2 separate regions of the Anas platyrhynchos genome follow, and region 1 is linked to region 2. A link is a contact called in public Hi-C data. All regions are on one chromosome and are shown on one strand. The core of a region is the stretch at or near the end of the contact, and the rest is flanking DNA. Distances in the headings are between cores, read along the strand shown.

Region 1 (6,488 bases), core at 2,247-4,746, 260 kb before region 2:
ATGTTCTTCTGTAAGTACCTCCACTGCTGAAGAGATTTCCCTACGGTCAGAATAACTTTTACATTAATCTGCAAGACTCATGAACATGCACTAAGATACGTGACCTGCTTTTATTACTTATTGAATGCATCTGATCAAATTATTAAACTCACTTTAATCTGCTCTTCCTTAATTCCCCACCACAACCTGTGAAAAACTAGAACTCACCATTGCACATTCGTAGCAAGTAATTTTTCCCTGCAGAATAAAACGTATTCTGAAACAGAGTAAAAAGTATTGAGATCATTAAGAGATAGCAAAAGTGTTTTTCAACAATTTTAATTAAATCACAAGCAAGTATAAGTCTTTCCTACTCTTAACTCTAAATTTCAGTTTTCCCTTAAATAAGAAACTGTTTTCACAAAAGGCCAACATAAAAAAAACAACCCCACAAATTTATTTCAAGAAAGCATAAACCACAACACTTAAATCCAGTTTCCCCCCCTCAAATGAAAAGGAAAAAAAAAACAAACAAATAAACCACTAAAAATCCCCACACATAACAATGAACTGTATGAGTGGGATCCTCTGTTTTTCCTGGACCACACTATTTTTTACACTCATTTCCCTTATCCTTCCGTGAATTATTTCTATACATACATAAAGAGCAACACACAAAAGATTTAGAGCATTCACAGTAATAGTAGTTTGGCAGTAAGAAAATGAGAGATGCTTAAATGAATGATAAGAAGCAGTTTGTGAATATACTGGGGAAGACTACATTATCTCCAATAGAACAGCCTTAATGTCTATGGGAAGAAGTCTAGGAAAGAAAAGAAGACAAGGAAAACAAAACATGCTTAATGCTACAACTCTAACACAGACAGATGCACAGACAATTAAAATCTGTTTATAAAAATGGTTTGGGTAGACAAAAGCTTTGGCATAACATACATTTTGGAAAAATACTTACTGATTTCCATGTAGCAACATTCTTCTCCACAAATGTGAAAATTTTGTCACACTGATCCAAAGGCAAGCAATCCAGAACATCTCCCAGAAGCACAAAAGGGGTTGATGCAGTGCAGATACCTATGAGGAACAGCGAGTGTTTTGTTCAGCAAATTTGAACTGGAATGCAGTAAGATGCATGGCATTTGATGGACATGTTCCCAAAGAAGCAAAAAAGTTCTCCTGGGTTTCTACATAGCCTAACAAAAAGCTTTGGCTGAAGTATGAACTCCCACTGAAGATATTTTTGTATGCATGTACACATGCAGATGAGAGCTTTGTATTAATGTGCAGAAAACACTAAACAAGAACTGTTTTAAAAATCTCAGAAGACTCAAACAGCTAGCCTTGCATCTCACAATTAAACTCCTTCAGACTTCTAAATCCATAGTTCTACTGCATACACATAAGAAGTCTGAGAGTCTTTTCCTCAAGCATGTATATCCACACTCTGCTCTGTACCTTGCTAATGTCTACATTCATTGTAATCATAGATCATGTTATTCTACAGTTGTTAAGACACATACGTAATTGAGCTATACTTAATAAAACAAGTATTTGATAGGTAACGTGAACAAGTAAATAAATGGAAGTATGTGAAAGACTCTTCAAAAGAGATTAGCACAATGATTTCTGACACAGAAGATGAAAGTTATCAAAACAGATTCAAGTATCTAAAAAACACCTGTGTCCTGACAGGTCAGTATGTGGGAGATGAGCAGAGACATTCAGTAGAACTCAAAAAAAGATTCCAACACAAAGGTCACACAGGTAACTGAGTTTAATTCTATTTCACTCCTCTCATGAAACAGAGTTAATCACTACCCTAAAAACCGCATATTATCAAAGCCAACTGCTGAATACAACTTACAAAAATCAAGGTATTAAAATCTGAAACAACCCTAAAGCCCCCCAAACTGCCAATAGATTTGAAAAAAGATGCTCACCTTCTGTGACTCCATTAATAGCAAGAGAAATAATTGCCAGGAGATTTTCACATGGAGCTTTATTTATCTAAGCAAAAAGAACAGTTTTAAACTTCTTTATTCTGACTTTAATATATTTAATGAAACCAAAATTCTTGTTTCCAAGCAGGGGTATTTATAACAGATATTGACATTGAAATTTCAACCTGTTACATCAGACCCATCAGTTAACTGTATACAGATTTAATGAATGAACAACACTTCTTGACCAGTTACAGCTTTTGAAGACCCTACAATATTTACTCTGCAGACTGTGTCATTCACCTCTGAATATAACTACCCTCCATTCCACCTACACTCAAGTAATACTAACAAAAACATCCTCTGTTTCCTTTTGTTTACCGTCAGGCAACTTTGTTACATGCTAGTAACAGATGACCCACTCCACCCTACTCTTGAAGTATAATGCAGAATAATCTGTATTTATGAACTCAAATTTTCAGACTGTTTTTTTTTAAATAACCAGTATTTCCCAATACTGCAATAAGCTGCTGTTAAACTAATATCCTAACTAGTGGATTAAAGTTGGATTTATACTAAAAAACATGCCTTAGCAGTTTGAAGTACTTACTATTTCTTCTTCTACAATAACTCTAAAAGCTTGATCCAAGGTACACTTCTTTTCATTTTCACTGCAAACGCAAACACCCCACATCAGTTAATAACGTTATTATTAGGAACACACAAAAAAGATCTGGAAACGGGCACCTTTTAAAGCCAGTGGCAGCCACTTACCTCCCAGGAATCTGGTTAAATGCGTTCAGCAGCGGTTTGATAGTTTTGTTATGCAGGGCCTCTCTGGTAGAAGACTATCAAAGTGTGAACAGACAAAAGTTACAAGGGCAGTATGAAGCTGGAATGGTACCAAGGTTGTTTCTGCCAGATCACTTTTGTTTTCTGCCACCTGATGGTCAGAAATGCGAGGGAACCGCGTGTACTGCACCCCGCGTACTGATTTACATGTAAACACACACCACGTAGCGACTTACCAAGGAGTCTTTGGAAACAAATCGGGTAAATAACACGAAATATGTAGCAAATTAGGCATGTGAGGTAGCAGATCACGCCTCACACCCGAGGGCTGCATGGTGGAAGCGAAGCACAAAGGGGCGCGCTGCGCTGTGCCCGCTGCTGCGCCTACCACACTCCCAAGCCCCCCACAGCCTCCCCCTCTCAGCAGGGGGATTTGGGGCGGTTTGGGATGGGGGTGCGAGCCCCACTCCCCGCTTTTCGCGGCGCCTTACGGGCACCTCAGCACCCAGCCGGGCCCTCCCCGCAGCCAGGCGCGGCCCCCCTCAGCACGGCCCAGCGCGAGATGGCGGCAGCCGCGCGTCCCCCCGGCCCCGTCCCCGTCTCCCCGGTGCCCCCCGGGCTGCTCACGGTGAAGCGGAGCCGCGCCTCGGGCAGGCTGAAGAGCGGCGGCGACATGGTTGGGCTCCGGCCCGCGGCGCTCCGCGATGACGCGATGGCGGCCGGGCGGCCGTTGGCGCTGAGGGCGGGCCGTTAGTGAGGCGCTGCTCCCCCCCCCCCCCAACGCCCTCATTGTGGAAAAAAAAAAAAAGCTGCTTTTTACCTACCCCGTGTTTTAATTTCTGTTTCTTTGGGTTGTGCAGGTGGAAGGGAAAGACCTGCGTCTAGCAGCTCCGAAGACCTTCGCCTCTTCTGCCTGCCAGTGTCAAATACAGCTCCCTATTTTAAAAATTTGTCCATCATTATTTCAGCAACAACACAACATTTATTTATTTATTTATTTTTATGCCCAGAAAATCAATATACTGTTCATACAGCGTATACAGCAATGTACTGTTCATACAGCATATAGCTCAGGAGGTCTTGACCTGGACGTGGAATTTAAGCGCTATTCCTGATGTAGCACATTACTGAAGTAACATGTTAGAACACACTGGCTTACACATCTTCTAAATGTCTCTCAGAAAATGTGAGTGTCTGGGAACGAAAGTGTCGCAGTTACTGAACTTTGATATTGTTTTGAACTTCGAGGGTGGTGAGGCGCTGGCACAGGCTGCCCAGAGAAGCTGTGGGTGCCCCATCCCTGGAGGTGTCCAAGGCCAGGCTGGATGGGGACCAGAGCAACCTGATTTAGTGGTTGGCGCCCCTGCCCATGGCAGGGAGCTGGCACTGGGTGATCTTTGAGGTCCCTTCCACCCCAAGCCATTCTCTAGATCTATAATTATAATAATTCAGACACCTCAAAGAAAGCAGAGCCCCAGGGCACTTTCCCAGGTCTCCCAGGCACACAGTTCAGTACCTGGTTGAAAAGTACAGGTGCTGCCCGATTCCTTTTATGTAGGCAGGAAAAACTAGGATACCTTTTTTTTTTTTTTTTTTTTTTTTTTTTCCTGCTTCTGGAAAATGCAAGTAATTATTTGCATTTTATTAATTGCATTCACTATTCTAAAAGCAAATATTAAAAACCTCAGAGATCATCTAGAAGCCTGTTTTATTGTGTGGCTCGTTCGCTTTTCTGCCGGCAGAGGGAAGCGTTTACCCAGAAAACAGAGGTGCGGATGGACGCCTGGTTCTGGTGGCAGTGCCAGCTGTAGGTTTGGCCCTTCGTCTATAAATGAAATCAATGTGTGACACTTCCTTAAAAAAAAAAATTCAGGGTCGTTTCAATTCATTTCAAAACCGTGGGGGGAAAGGGCTTCATAACATTGAATATAGGCATGATTAATCATTTGGAATGCGTCACCTGCATACGCTGTGAGACATACTGAATATTACCCATTCAGGCTTGCAAGAAAGTTTGCTTGGCTTTCTGCAACGTCTTTCTGATATTTCTCATCTCTTATTTTGATAAATTAAAACACATTTTCAGATGAATAAGGCACTGTATTATGTTGAGATTATTCTGATGTTGTCCCCCACCTCCAGAGCTGTATGAAAGAGAAACAAAGAGCTCTCTGAATAGGGTAAAAAAAAGCATTTATACTTTTACAAGAACAGTAGAAAGCCATTTGCAAGTGTCCTAAGGAGATACTGACAAAGTAAATGGTGTCTTTGTAGAATATAAATATTCCTTCAGCCAAGGCTGATGTTATAGAGGGCTGCCAGCCTGAAGTACAATGTAACTTGGTAGTGAGTACAGCATAGATTTTTTTTTTTCTTGGTGTAGGAACAGATAAAGAAGAAGAAAAATATTACTATTTTGACTTAATAGCCATTTTTTGCTTGATACAGGCCATGATTTTTTCCTCTGTTTAGGATGCTATTTGTCACTTTCCTATAGATCTTGTGCAGAGCAGGCACTGACCCTGAGCTGTTAGTACTCGTATTGGGCTATTGACAAGAGTCCAGCAAGCTGGCTGCTGTGATTGAAGATGTTTGTGCTCCAGCAGTTATGAGAGACTACTCTTCCCACAGCAAAGTCAGCAGCATGACATTTCTGCTTGCCACTTGGCTTTGCCATAGCACAGACACTGACAACTGATGGTTTAAAGGCATCTTCCACCATTCCAGCACAGATGCCAAACAATGCCCTGGGCTGGCAGATAAAATTGCTCTGCTTTGGGGATCAGAAACTCAGTGGAGCAGTAAAGGCAGTAACAAATTAAAACATGAAGAGGAGTCAACGTCCTAAATTGACTAGCAATATGTTAGAAATGTACACCATCATGTAGGCTGTCTTCTGGTATGTACTAGGTAGAAAGCTAAGGGGGGAAGAAAAGAGTTAACACTACTTTCTTTAAAACTAGTACAAGCCAAATCAGTTTTCAGCCCAGAATTAAAACCTATTTCCAGCTGAAAGTCCAGTTGGAAGAAAGCCATTAACAAAACCAGTATCTCAGAACATCTCTCTGCTCAGAGGGCAATTGATAGAACAGAGATCGCATTACCTTATGTCAATAGGTTGTGTAGTTGAAATTACAAAAAGCTTCACCTAAACCAGACACTATTTTTCTGGATACAATCCTTTTCCAAGACCAAACTGGGTTTCTATTTTAACTTCTGCTAACATTCCTGCAGAACAACATAGTCAGAAGCCTCTGAAGCCTCTGTCTCTGGTGGCAGTAGTGCTCGGTGTTTAGTTCTCCCTCCTTGGTTGCCCTTCCTTGTGCTCAAGGAGCTCTTCTTTTCAACACTTTTATTCCCTGGACAAGAACACCCAACATTCAGTGCGCAAGGATCAGCACGAAAAATGGATACATTCCCTTATTAGCCTGGTTTAAGTAGCTTACCTGGTATTCCTGAACCAGTCATGGGAAGTTGCACAAGACAGAGTCTTTCATCTTCAAAACAATGAATGAACACCAGAATACACAAGCTGTATTACCTTGGGTAGTTAGTTTTTAGGTGGCATCCTGCCAGCCACTTTAGTTTGTTACTGACTGAGATACAACTAATAGACCGATGAGGGAGAAACAAAAAAGAAAATAGCCCCTCAGGAAAATTTAAGTTACATTTTTAAAAAGTGCTTAGCAGAGAATCTTTCTACATTTTATTAGTATGCAATAATTTTCTCCAGAGCATACACACAACTTTTATATTTCT
Region 2 (6,500 bases), core at 2,433-4,932:
CAGCTGGGATGCTGCGTGAGATGCTGCCACTGCAGAGGTGAACTGCTGCCATGTGCAGGGTATGATTTCCTGACCAGCCCCTCAGACAGGCTCAGCATTTGTTAATGCAGCAACATGTGTTGTATTTTTAGTATTTTAAGAGAATTGCTGTTGTTGAGGTTAGCATTAACATAATAACAAAGATTCAGGTAAATTCCTAATTATAGGCTACATGAAAATTCTTAAATATTTCTAAAGAAGGCAATCGTATACAATTCTAAATGTGTTTTGGTTCAAATTACCTGCTGATTGATAGGATCAAGAATTGATTATGCCAGATCAAGTATTTTTAGGGACATAAGAGGTATAAGAGCAGAAAGAAGGAGGAGCAGAGAAAGGATACAAAGGAAGGTGGACTGGACTATGTCAGGTACCTATATGGGTTCACTGATTTGTGACTGAGGAATACAGGACTTGTATCCTGAGACTTTGAAGGAGATGGACAGACTGATTTTCTGAAGAGCTTTAACAATACATGCTGAAGGTTAATATATAGTACACAGTATGGGTATAGAGTAACTTGGAAACGTTGAGACATTTTTGAACAAAATTGGTGGGATTGTTTCCCAATAAATAGGAATAAAAAGTAAGATACTGTAGAGGTTCGTGGCTTCCTGCAAATAACTTTTAAGAGAAACCTGGACCTAAATCCATCCTTTCATTTTGAGAAATAAATGGTAGTTAAGGCCTCATCTTACCTTTAAAAGCATGAAAAGTAATGGAATGGCAACACCTCCTAAAATTCCTTGGCAAGTTCCCATCGCCTACTGCATGATGTAATCAAATTACAAAAAGCAGTTCTTCTTAAAATTAATTAGTATTAATCACGTGTACTTATGTAAATAGTTTTAGGAATTGGGAGTCCAGCAAAGCATAGATTTTTTTTTGAATCTGATTATTCTAATTGTTAAGTCCATAGTTTTTGTTTTGTCACCTTAATTTCTTAAAGTGAAGTTATTAATAAGATCATTGATTTTTAAAAATCAAACATCTTCCTTGGATATAATGCAAATTGCATATGCATCTAGGAGTTCAGTAAGGAAAGGGTGTTAAGTACCAAGTGGTGGATCTGTCATTGTTTCTTATTCTGAAGCAAGCATGCTATTTAAACTTTATGTTGATCTTCAAAATGTTTTCTCCACAAATATCCCACTTTGCCATAAAATGATTCTGCATCTCCAAATAGCCGGGGTCTTTGTGTTTACTACTCACCTCTACTTCCAAAATTAAGTATTCTGTTCTCACTCAGATAACATTTCCATTTGATCTTCTGAAACATGACCAACTACTTTCACATATTATACTTTTAGCAAGTGTGTGGAGGTTAGTGTGTTTTTTTGTTTTGTTTTTCCCTTTTTCTTTTTTAAAGATTGAATCAAACATTATTTTTGATGTCTCAGAAGTAACTATCCTGAGAACACGTTATACTCTATCTTGGAAAACACTGCACTTCCAAACCTGTTGCTATTTACATTGGTGTCACATCCAGTTATATCAGACACGCTGGATTACATTGTATAATGAAAGCCGTATTGCTGTACTCTAATCTTTATCTCTTTATATCCGATCTCCTTTGAGTTGCACATAAGTATTGCTTATGGTTACTTAAAATAGCTACTGCCTTTATTTCAAGGGCAGTGTGATGAACACTTAACACCCAGCCCTGTGTTGGTAGCAGCTACAAATCCTGTATCTTTGGTTCTTGCATGATTTAATGTGGAAGCTGCACGGATTCAGGTACAAATAGGTACAGATAAGTGCTTTCATTTGAATTTCACGTTTGAAAAATCTGAAACCTGTGAAATCATACACGTGCAGAAAAATGTAACGCATTTTTTGAGCCACTGTGTTCTTCTGAGAGACTTGGAATTTATACCCTTCCTCACAGAGCGGGTCATGCACTCTTGTTCAGAAAGTAAGAGAAAAAGAGATACACGTGTTAAAACTGACCTGAACTAGATTTGGTTTTAACATCAATGCTAGAGCCATTCAGAGCCTTTAACAGACTTCTGACCTCATTTGGCAGCCAGCGTAAAGGAGCAGTTTCTGCTGACTTTGGGAGACTTGCACGTATACGTATAGGTTTTACTTATTAAGTTATTCTTGCACATTGTGCTGACTGCCTAAGATGGTACTGTGGAAGAAACACACTGATTAATATTATTAGCTGCAAAATCCATGTTAATGCAGCATTTAGAGAGAGTCGTTAGGGGATTCTGCACCAAATTCAGCTCTTTCTCAGGGCACCCTGAGTTTTAGCTGCTGGATGCACGTGCTGATACAGAGATTTTATACACGACTTCATAAAACTAAGCAAAGTGAAGTAAAATTCAACTTTCTTCTTACAAAGACATAGCGATTACATACGTATGGCCCTGTGGGACAAGTCTTTCCCTAATTAGCCTCTCCTCTGCCCACCCCATTCTTCACATCCCTGCTGTACTCCCCTGTCTTCGCATCCACCTCAAGGCTTGTTGGTAGTTTCTGTGCTCAGCCTTGTTTGAGTCTCAGGGTGGTCCTTTCCTCTCTGCTCCCACCCTGGCTGAAGATGGACAAACTCTGGAGGCCTGTGTCGGTGCCCTTTGTTTGCAATAATCCTTAACAGATCTGAGTTTTCCATGCCTGGTTGTTTATTCTTGCCCTGGTATTTTGAGGATAATTGTCTGCTTGATGTCCCTGGGCACCAGAAAGCCTTCCCTCTTCACTTGGAGATGAATGTGATGAAGTTTATTACTTTAGGAATAGCTCCAGGAGCAAAATCATGCCTCAGTCTGGGATGCCAGACAAATCCTTGGAGCGGAGCTTTGATCAGGATGGGGATGTTCGCTGTCATGGTGTTCACCATTACAGGTGAACATGAATGGTTTGCACCATTCAGAGATCTCAGAAAGTTGCACAGCTGTCAGATATGATTTTCTTTTCTTGGCATACCCCGTATCTCTGTTATTTTTTCTCCCCCATCTTCTGTTTTCTCATCACTATTCCTTCAACTGAAGGCTTCAGTCCCCTCAGGTCTGCCAGTACAACTACAGCTATCGTTTTTTTCCTGGTATTTTTGCAGTTCTGTCAACACGATCACAGTCAGTTTAAGTCTCTTCGCAGTTTTGTAAAAAAATTGAGATTCGGTTGATACAACTTCTCTAGGGAGTGAGATATATACGGTTGTGCTCACTGCTATGAGGTAAGAGGTAACCACATAAGGAGGAGACCAGTGACTCCTTAATCCTCCTCAGCTGCAGCCGCAGTCTGAATTCTGCTAAAATTCAGAATTTAGAAAACCCCAATGCGGTTACGCTGATGGATGAGGAGACTGCGGTGGTGGTGGGGAGGAGGGAAGAACCAGTGGCTCTGGTTCCCTAATATTTAACTGTTACTTGGCCCTGTGTGGCTCTTTTCCAGCTCCTTTCCAGTCTGCCTCGCTGCGGGGACACCTGCACTGTGAAAACGTGCTGTTTTCTCATGTTAGAAGAAAGTAACTTTTCCAGCTGATCTGCAGAGAAGAAGTACTTCGACCTCCAAACTGGGAACAGTCATTTGAAATTTAGCAAATCTCCCATGCTGATGTCAGGGATATGACTTTTGCGGTATCTCTTAATAATACACCCACGTTTGACCTGGTGGTGAGTAAGCCTCTGCACAGTCTCACTTCACATGTAGGGGCTTAGTTCATCTAAGCTGAGCTCTCCCCAGACTATCTGCATATCCTCCCACAAGCCTTACTTGCCAAGCAGACTGGAGATGCTCCGCTCCGAGGCTTCAAAGGCTAAGCCAGCATTTCTTTGCAATTAGGTAGGAACGTAGCACTGGGATGGACCTCCCACCGTGCAACAATTACTGTGGGAAAGTGGTAGCGGCCCTTCCCTTATCCACCCCTTGCTTAAAAAGAACAAAAAAATACAGGGAAGAATAAATAAGGAAGACTCTCTTTCCGAGTTCCTCTCTTTTCGTGCTTCAGGCTGCTGTCCTGCTCTTTTATCAGCACATTTCTCTAGAAGCTGACTCACAAGCGGGGAATCCAGCCTGAGCCCCTTTACATGAGCATTTAAGTTGGTGATATGTCTCAGGTTTTCAGAACTTTTTAGGTTTGTATTGTTCAAAAAGGGGTGGTGGTGGGGAAGCTGCTACAGAAACCCTGTAGAAATCTCTGCACATGCCATGAACTCAGGACTGAAAGCATAAAAACGACAATGTTAAGATTTATTTTTTATTTTTTTTAGAAAGTAGAACTTTTATCAACATGCATTTCTCCATATTTTGAGTCTTTTTTTTTTAATATATATATATAATATATATATTTATATAATACATATATATATATTAAAAGGGATCTAGTAGGTATTTTTTTCCTTTAAATATATAAGTAATATATTCTGTTGTTTTGGAGAATTGTAAAACTGCAGAGAGAATATCAAAATCTTTTTTTTTTTTTAAATAATATCTTACTTCACTATCTGCTTATGGTCCCTACATTTCCTTAAACAGCTTGTGGCAGCCAAATAACATCACGTAATTGATTGATCGTACGATAAATTGTAAATTATGGGATACAAAGAAACATTTATCATTCTCCTCACAATAATGGAACAATGTTAATTAATAATACAAAGACAAAGAGAAATACTAAATACTCAAGAAAAATATGTGGCATTAAAGATTACATTAATGTGGCTCACATGCTGCTGCCTTTTGCTTGTTTTTCCCTTTCACTTTTGGTTAAAGTAGGATTTTCCAAAGCACAGGAATTTACTTATCCTCTTCCTAGTTCTTTCAAAACATAGCCTACTGAAAATCAGACTGTCTGTCCTACACTGTCCCATATTTTTGCTTTTGTTCTCTAATTGGGAAGAAAAATAAAACATGGAAAGTTCCAAAATATTTGGGTTTTGAAATGTGGGCTTAGGGCATCTTTAATGGATCACCATACCACAGCTAGAAGGGTCTCTATTGTTCTTTATGGAAAATGTAATCCATTCAGGGACCCCAGATGACAGGGAGAAATGAGGGACCTAACCATGACAAACTCCTGATGAGTAATGACAAGCCATCCTGAAGCAAAACATTTAGATTCACTTGGACAGTTCAAAACATGTTGGATTCTCTTTTATTCTCCCAAAGGGACACTACATTGTTTTGGCATAACCAGCTTTTTTCCTGTGGAAAAACAGAATATTGCAGAAACCACTTCTCTGTTAAAAATCATGAACAGAAAATTCTGGGGCGGCAATAAGGGAAGACATCAAGCCAAAACCAAGCACATTTGAAAACGCCCTCCCTAGAGAACACTAGGACTGCTCCAACCTGGCAATAAGAATTTTATATTATCTCCATATTTTACACGAAGCATAAAGGTAAGTATATTTCATAGACAGTGAATGTAACATGATGAAATCCATGTGGCGTGACTTGCTATGTTTCAACACATTGAAAATACGATGTTTCACAGAGGCCCTCAAAAGCTGTGTTTGTTTAAAAACGTAAAAGAACTTCTGTGGAAAGCTTAGGCCTTTGAGGTAAAAAATGCCACACGAGATTTCACAACTGTTTTGCTGGGACTGGGCACTTTTGAAAAAAAAAAAAAACACAAAACAAAAACAGTCTACAAAGCAAAAGCTTCAGCTTTTAGCTTTGGAAACATACTTGTAGCTATAGAAACATACGGCAAAATTCATTGTTATTTGTAATCCAGAAATATACTGCTAGGTTCAGTTCTCAAAAAAATGCACAAAAAATTTACTGATGGCAGCAAAGTAGAAGATTTGGGATGGGTTTCTCTTACTGAAATTTAGGATGCTGGTAGTGAGGATAACCTGCCAGGCCATCCTATAGCCTTGGTGCTGCAAAAGTGAGATTGAGTCCGTGATGGCAGGTGGTGGCTGCGAAGTACAAGAGAGCCTCTGGTTTTCTAGAATTGGCAGCCATCTCAATGTATATATTTTAGGACAGTTTCCACGTTAAATATGGCAAACTTTGTCCTGGCTGCCTTTATATCAGGGCAGACTTCATCATCATGATAGTGGGTAGAGAACAAAGCCTGTCATTTTCCATAACCCAAGTTAATCACATGCTTTGCCGAAGGTAAACAGGTAATTCAGCAAGTTGGAGAGCAGAAGTGACAAAGACATCAGCCAGTGAAGCTCTGAAGATCACCACCTCTCAGCTTTTTCCCACACATGAACCCAGCCCCTGGGCCAGACCAAAAGTGTCCCATATAGATCAGAAGGCACTGAGAGGTGGGGAGTCCACACCTTTGGGTGGCAGAGGCTCAAGGGAACGACAGGCATGAAGAACAGAGCAACAAACCAGATCAGGAATCTGCCTGCTATTTGACAATGATGACTGCTTATCGGCATGCGGATCACTTGTCAGCTATGTTATATGATCGCTTATCTGGTTCTCGCAGGCATGCATCATACTTTTTTTGTTCTTTGTATGGTTTTCAAAATGGGATGCTAGTCCCCATG

The links. Hi-C and Micro-C count contacts between places; a contact is called where the count stands out from the background.
Region 1: a Hi-C map of liver shows a contact between it and region 2, with 4 times the contacts expected there. The contact joins the promoter of THOC1 here to the enhancer-like site in region 2. A contact is called at or near these places in 3 of 8 Hi-C or Micro-C datasets (liver, skeletal muscle and subcutaneous adipose tissue).

The regions. Positions count from the first base shown.
Region 1 is chr2:54,087,015-54,093,502 of IASCAAS_PekinDuck_T2T, reverse strand. THOC1 (THO complex subunit 1) reads right to left here and starts at 3,496. Exons shown (of 22, transcript XM_027451976.3): 1 at 3,357-3,496; 2 at 2,712-2,785; 3 at 2,548-2,608; 4 at 1,938-2,004; 5 at 953-1,071; 6 at 208-256. The coding sequence starts at 3,404.
Region 2 is chr2:53,827,968-53,834,467 of IASCAAS_PekinDuck_T2T, reverse strand. It overlaps LOC140001886 (a long non-coding RNA gene), which reads left to right. Exons shown (of 4, transcript XR_011807570.1): 1 at 1-59; 2 at 3,439-3,659; 3 at 5,155-5,387; 4 at 6,115-6,500. Among named protein-coding and RNA genes, the nearest start is that of YES1, 5.4 kb to the left of the region's middle. Within about 2 kb of position 3,682, at least 3 of the 8 cell types and tissues checked have an H3K27ac peak or open chromatin away from gene starts, as enhancers often do.